Linked DNA regions of Ovis aries: region 1 is linked to region 2. The links are chromatin contacts, called in public Hi-C maps. All regions are on one chromosome and are shown on one strand. The core of a region is the stretch at or near the end of the contact, and the rest is flanking DNA. Distances in the headings are between cores, read along the strand shown. Region 1 holds the start of IFT27 (intraflagellar transport 27). Region 2 holds the start of EIF3D (eukaryotic translation initiation factor 3 subunit D).

The links. A called contact is a pair of places that touch in the nucleus more often than the background predicts.
Region 1: a Hi-C map of hypothalamus shows a contact between it and region 2, with 4 times the contacts expected there. The contact joins the promoter of IFT27 here to the promoter of EIF3D in region 2. A contact is called at or near these places in 9 of 16 Hi-C or Micro-C datasets (blood, hypothalamus, liver and 5 more).

Annotation. Positions count from the first base shown.
Region 1 is chr3:180,799,625-180,803,288 of ARS-UI_Ramb_v3.0, forward strand. IFT27 (intraflagellar transport 27) reads right to left here and starts at 1,985. Exons shown (of 7, transcript NM_001126366.1): 1 at 1,952-1,985. The coding sequence starts at 1,985.
Region 2 is chr3:180,583,824-180,587,047 of ARS-UI_Ramb_v3.0, forward strand. It overlaps EIF3D (eukaryotic translation initiation factor 3 subunit D), which reads right to left and starts at 1,309. Exons shown (of 14, transcript XM_060413198.1): 1 at 1,184-1,309.

The DNA.
Region 1 (3,664 bases), core at 735-3,234, 220 kb after region 2:
TCAGTGTGGGAGTGGGCTGGGTTCATCCTGGGATTCCCAGTGCACCTTGCGTGGTGACTTACACATAGTAGGTGCTCAGTAAATATGAGGACTGAATAAGCACTTGAATTATCAGGACCTTTGGTAGTTAGTTCTGTGAGAGAACAGATGCAGATTGACTCCATTTAAAGAGCTGGTCAGTGCGGGAGGAGGTGCATGTGGTGGGGTGGAGATGGGCTGGGCATAGTGATTCCCTGCACTGAGCTCTGTTGGTCCCTGGAAACTTCCAAGATGAGACAGATATCCTTAAGGCCTCAAAAGGAGGCTACAGATTGAGGGCTGGGCTGGAGTTTAGGAACGACTATTAAGGCCACGGATGAAATCAGGTAAAACTAGTATCTGAGGGTGTGAGTATAAAGGACAAGGAGTCTAGAATCAAGGCCTGTGATGGTAGCCTGTGGGGCTAAGAACAAGCCCTGGAAATCAGATCACCTGGGTCTAGATACCAGCTCAGCCAAATCCAGCTGTGTGACCCAGGGCAAATGCCCCAACCTCTCTAGGCCTCAGCTACCCCATCTGTAGAGGAGAATGACGATAATCCTGACCCCATAGAGCTGTTGAGATGACCTGTGCTGAGCGTATAGCACAGCGCAGGCACAAAGATGATGCTCAGTAAGTTAGCCTCGTGATAGAAGTTGATTTAAAAAAGAAATAGGAGAAAGAACAGTCAGAGAGAGAAGCCCATTTAAAAAAACAAAAATCTAACTTCAGAGAAAAACGTCTTCACCTTATCCATGAGGAGACTGAGGCTCAGAGAAGCGCTTTGTCCAAGAGGACACAGCCAATCTGTAGAATTATTTTTGTTGCACAATACTGCCCCCGCTGGTGCTCTGGAAACTAGACACTGCTTTTGAAGACCATTCATTTCTTTTGCTCCAGCATGATCTGAGTGACTTCGATCAGTCATCTTTCTGTGTGACCCTTTTACTTCCAAACTGGAAAAGTCATTACAAACACCACCCCTTTCAGTCTGAAAGAGAAGAATAAAAAAAAAAAAGAATCTCCATTTTCTCTACATAATCTCTCACTGCTTCTTTCCTGAATTGGTCAGAAAAACCTGGAAAGGTCACAGGTTTAACAGTAACACAAGTTAAGAATTACGGGGGTGAGCAGATCTGGAGGGTGGGAATCCTGGCTAGGACCTTCCTTCACTCGGGGGTGACCTTGGGCAAGAGACTTCATCTCAGTCCTCAATGAGGTCAGAACAATTCAGCATCTAACCCAGGGTGTCATGCTGTGCTTAGTTGCTCAGTTGTGTCAGATTCTGCAACCTCACGCACTGTAGCCCGCTAAGCTCCTCTGCCCATGGGGATTCTCCAGGCAAGAATACTGGAGTGGGTTGCTATTCCCTTCTCCAGGGGATCTTCCTGACCCAGGGATTGAACCGGGTTCTCCTGCACTGCAAGCAGATTCTTTACCAGCTGAGCTACCAGGGAAGCCCTACTCCAGGGTGCTACCTACTGTGAAAGGGTTAAATGAAATACATGTGCCTGGCAACGCAGCAAGGACTCAGGAAAGTACATCTGTGCTCTGAGGTCCCAGGTCCATAATCCACCTAAGTCACCGATGCCTAACTTTGGAGTACAGCACATGGTTTCGTTAAAGCATTTATGGTGAGCTTAGCCTGATTTTGTTAAAAGCCAGTCTGCTCCTCTTGAGTACAGCTCCAATTGTTGACGGGGGTCTCAGAGTGTGACAGGGAGCGAAGGAAACCAGCCGCAGCTCCAAGTGTGCTCTGGAAGATGATTATCCCGTGCCTAATGGAATTTACTCTATCAGTAACTGCATTAACTCGCCTTTGGAAGAGAGAAAGGGAAAGACGGTAGACAACTTACGTGAACAAAAGTTCTCAACAATTTATGAAGTCTCTGGACTCCGGACACTGTATTCGCCCGCAAGTTTTCAGACTCACCTGCCAGGATGCATTTGGCTGCCAGCTTCACCATGGTAACCAACCACCTCCACGGACCAGACAAGAGAAGAGCGGCTGCTGGAGGCGTTGGTGGCCCTGTCTGGGAAGGGGAGTAGGGAGAACTGGCGCTCAAGGGGCCAGTGGCCGCGGTGGGGACCGGGACAATGGGGCCTGGACCCTCCGGGCAGCCCGCGGGGCGGTATCTGGCGCTAGGATCGCGGTGGGGCGCGGAGGAGCGCTAGAAGGGGTCAAGTTCTTCAGAAGGAAGCCGGGAAGGTGCCAGGGAGGCGATGCGGCTCCCGAACCCAGTCCAGCCCCCGGCAGTGTGGTTCGGGAACAGTGACCTAGACACCCTCCGGCCCCCAGCCCCACTGTGGCTGCGATCGCAGGGCAACCACCGCCCGCCTGCCCCGCCTCCTCGTCCCCCCTCCTCCTCGCTGGCCATCGATTGGCTGCCATCAAAAACTCCCGCCCCGACTAGAGCTCACGGAGACCAGTGAGAGAAGGGGGCAGGGCTAACAGCCTTTCCTCGCCAGATAATTCGTAGTAGTAACTGCTCTTCAAGTTTATCTCGCTTGACTAATAGTTGCAGAAGATGTCAATCATTTCCGCCTCCCGTCCCCGCACGGCTTGAAAGTTCAGGGAAAAGCAGCTCCAACCTAGTATATCCAGAAGCGGTGATAAAACAAGCTTTCTGATTGGTCAGTGGCTGGCTAGGCCCATCTTTGGGAGAAATGGGGACTCGCCGTACCCTCCTGCCCTTCTGGAAGTGGGTTCGCCCATGAAGGGGGCCTTTCGAGAGCGCGGGAGACTGGAGCGGCGCCGGCGCACTGGACCGAGGTGCGCTTGCCCAGGCCGAGCTTTGAGCCAGCTTGACCTCGCTGAAGCAGCGCTTTTCGCCCCTCCAAGATTCCAGGGAGCGTGGACGTAAAGTGCATCAAGAAATCCAGTCTTTGGCTCCTTAAAGCCCAGGGATGTTATGTGCTTTAAATACGAAAGTGTTAAAAGTGATGTCTATGGACAAAGGACAAGTGGAGGATGTGGGGGAGCGGTTGGACTCAGGAATTTGAAGTTGTACTTTCCGCTGAGCCCAGCCCGTCTTGTGAGTGGAGAACGTATCATATACCACACCTGGAATGAAAGCAAGCATCCTGAATACTTCCCTTCCCCGCCCCCCACCTCCCAAGGAGGCTGACTTTCCCGGGAGGCCCCTCTTGCTCTGCGGTCAGGTACCCGAGACTGAAATCACTGTCGTCTTCCTGACCTGGGCAAGTGGCCCTGAGTCTGTTTCCTCACTTTTGAAAGGGGCTCGTAGAATCCACCTTCTTCGGTTGCCCTGAGACTGTAAGTGCCTGAGACACAGTAGGTGTTCAGCAGTGATGAATGAATGAATGAGAAGAGATTTACTGAACAGATTGGGTTTATCATCACCGTCATGTTGGCCAGATGCCTGCACCCCTTTTCTCACTCCTGCCGGTTCCTCTGGGATGGCTGGTGCTGAAAGGGAAGAACAGCGACCCCCCCCCCCCCCCACAGGGAAGATGCAGCCTCCAGAATTTGCTTTCATATGCCTTTCATTTAGGGCCTCCCAGGTGGCACTGTGGTAAAGAATCTGGCTGCAAATGCAAGAGACACAGGAGATGTGGTTTCGATCCCCGGGTAGAGAAGATCCCCTGGAATAGGAAATGGCAACCTACTCCAGTATTCTTGCCT
Region 2 (3,224 bases), core at 59-2,558:
CTGGAGTGGGTTGCCATTTCTTTCTCCAGTGCATGAAAGTGAAAAGTGAAAGTGAAGTCGCTCAGTTGTATCAATCAAAGAGCAAAGAATACTAAATTTATGAAACTCTCTTCATTTTCCCATGATGGGGAGAGTTCCTAGAGGTGACACTTGCGTGATCCAAAAGGGCATGAACCTGGAAGCCCCATCCTCCTACCTAAACTTAAATTACACTACAGGAAGCGGACTGAGGGAGAGTGTGGTGGTCTCAAAACAATATACCCTTATATATTACCAGGGTCCTACAACATGTCAGATGCAACACCACTAAACCCCTAGGCCCCAATTTCAGATTAAAAAAAAAATACACAGTTCAGCCAAATCAAGCAGCTGATCTCATCATTTCAAGATAGACTTGGTTTCTAGGGTCCTCTGTCTTAAGTGTAACACTCTTCCCATTATTTTACAGCTGGACAGCAGCCTGAAAAGATCCTGGGTTTCAGATCATATCAATAACACAGTGAGATATCTCCAAACACACTTTAAAAGGGGCGGAAGGAAGTCGCTTGGTTTCAACGCGTAAACTAAAAAGTAGGCAGAGTACAATGTAACCAACAGGGGAAACTAAATCTTTCAGTTGAAACGGAGTGACAGCTGTACTGGCTACAGATAAAGGATGGGGCGGCATCAACAGGACAGTCATAGGGAGAACCTTGTGGCTGGCAGGTTACTGCAGATCGTTTGCCAATTCCTGGGCGGTTAATGTCAAATCAGAGATCAACCAACTACATCCTAGCCTTCCATTTCATAGGCAAGGAAAAGAAACATTTAGACGGTGAACTCCTCAGAGCAGGGCCGAACATCGCTCAGTTTGGCACACCCAATAGCCCTCTCGTAGAAGCTCAGGGAACCGTGGGGCACTTTAAAAGACCCTGAGACTCAGCGGGGTTAATGACATGTTCACATCAGAACACACTGTCGGTGGCCGCTAAGCGGACTCCACGGAAAGAGACCTCAACCACAGGCTCTGCCCCGCACTGGGTCGGACCTGGGGGGACCGAAGGCGGATTCCTGCCCCTCCCAGCGGAGGTACAGGGAAGCAGGAGGGGGCGTACGGAAGTCTCTTCCGGCAGGCCCCCGAAGGCCAGGCGCAGCTCAACTCTGCTCTGGAGATCCGCGGAAGCGTACGGAATACGCTGCTTACCTGTAACGGCCGTAACCGGCCCCGATGGTGAGAGATAGTCTAGGCCGAATACCGCGCCACCGCCTGAGCTACGGGGAACCGGGAAAGGAGGAAACATGCGCGCGCAGCGGCCGGCACCGTAAATACGACCGACGGTGTCGTAAACTGCTTCTTGGCTTCCTTCCGGTTCGACGGCGGAACACGCGAGTCGTAAAGCGAAGGCACATCCGGAAGTTCGTCCCTGTTCTCTTCGCGGTGTTCTTATTTAGCCTTCGAGGATGTTTACAGTTACGTCATGGGGCATCCGGCGACACTCCGAGAGTTTCAAGTTTCTTGAAACGTGGCGGCCTTGTAGTTGGAGTTGGAAGCGGCGACTGGCTGAAAGCCCCTCTATGTCCCACAATGCCTTGCGGGCCGCTCTGGCCCTCTGTATCCCACAACGACCCGCGGCTTCTGCCTTCTTTAAAAGATCGTGTTGTTTGAGTTTCACCGTTAGGGGGAGTTCGAGTCTTTCAGGCAGGTTTTTGCGGCTACTCGCTGAGCTTTGAGCGCTTTCGGAAACAGACCAGGAGGTGCAAAGTGACCTGAGTAGATCAGACTACTAGTGTCGGAGGTCGCTGCCAGTGTTCAAACCATACCTCCACAGTTCTCAGACTTTCTTGTTTGACAAAGATTCCTGGAGAGCTAATTTGAAAAATGAAGATTCCGGGTCCCCTTCCATAGACTGTTATACAAGCGTGGCTTAGCTGGAGCCCAGAAACCTGCATTTTAATTGGTGGTGATTCTGAAGTGGCGACTCAGGAACCACCTGGCTACGATGGCAACGGTGCTGTCTTTTTGGAAACTCAGCCTACGGAGTTTGTCCTGCAGCACGCCAGGCCTCCCTGTCCATCACCAACTCCCGGAGTTCACTCAAACTCACGTCCTTCAAGTAGGTGATGCCATCCAGCCATCTCATCCTCTGTCGTCCCCTTCTCCTCCTGCCCCCAATCCCTCCCCAGCATCAGAGTCTTTTCCAATGAGTCAACTTCGCATGAAGTGGCCAAAGTACTGGAGTTTCAGCTTTAGCATCATTCCTTCCAAAGAACACCCAGGACTGATCTCTTTCAGAATGGACTGGTTGGATCTCCTTACAGTCCAAGGGGCTCTCAAGAATCTTCTCCAACACCACAGTTCAAAAGCATCAGTTCTTCGATGCTCAGCTTTCTTCACAGTCCAACTCTCACATCCATACATGACCACTGGAAAACCATAGCCTTGACTAGGCGGACCTTTGTTGGCAAAGTAATGTCTCTGCTTTTGAATATGCTATCTAGGTTGGTCATAACTTCCTTTCCAAGGAGTAAGCGTCTTTTAATTTCATGGCTGCAGTCACCATCTGCAGTGATTTAGGAGCCCCCCAAAATAAAGTCTGACACTGTTTCCACTGTTTGCCCATCTGTTTGCTATGAAGTGATGAGACCAGATGCCATGATCTTTGTTTTCTGAATGTTGAGCTTTAAGCCAAGTTTTTCACTCTCCTCTTTCACTTTCATCAAGAGGCTTTTGAGTTCCTCTTCACTTTCTGCCATAAGAGTGGTGTCATCTGCATATCTGAGGTTATTGATATTTCTCCCGGCAATCTTGATTCCAGCTTGTGCTTCTTCCAGCCCAGCGTTTCTCATGATGTACTCTGCATAGAAGTTAAATAAGCAGGGGACAATATACAGCCTTGACACACTCCTTTTCCGATTTGGAACCAGTCTGTTGTTCCATGTCCAGTTCTAACTGGTGCTTCCTGACCTGCATATAGGTTTCTCAAGAGGCAGGTCAGGTGGTCTGGTATTCCCATCTCTCAGAATTTCCCATAGTGTATTGTGATCCACACAGTCAAAGGCTTTGGCATAGTCAATAAAGCAGAAATAGATGTTTTTCTGGAACTCTTTTGCATTTTCGATGATCCAGTGGATGTTGGCAATTTGATCTCTGGTTCCTCTGCCTTTTCTAAAACCAGCTTGAACATCCGGAAGTTCACGGTTCATGTATTGGGGAATTTCAAAACATTTGAAAGAATCTGAGTGTG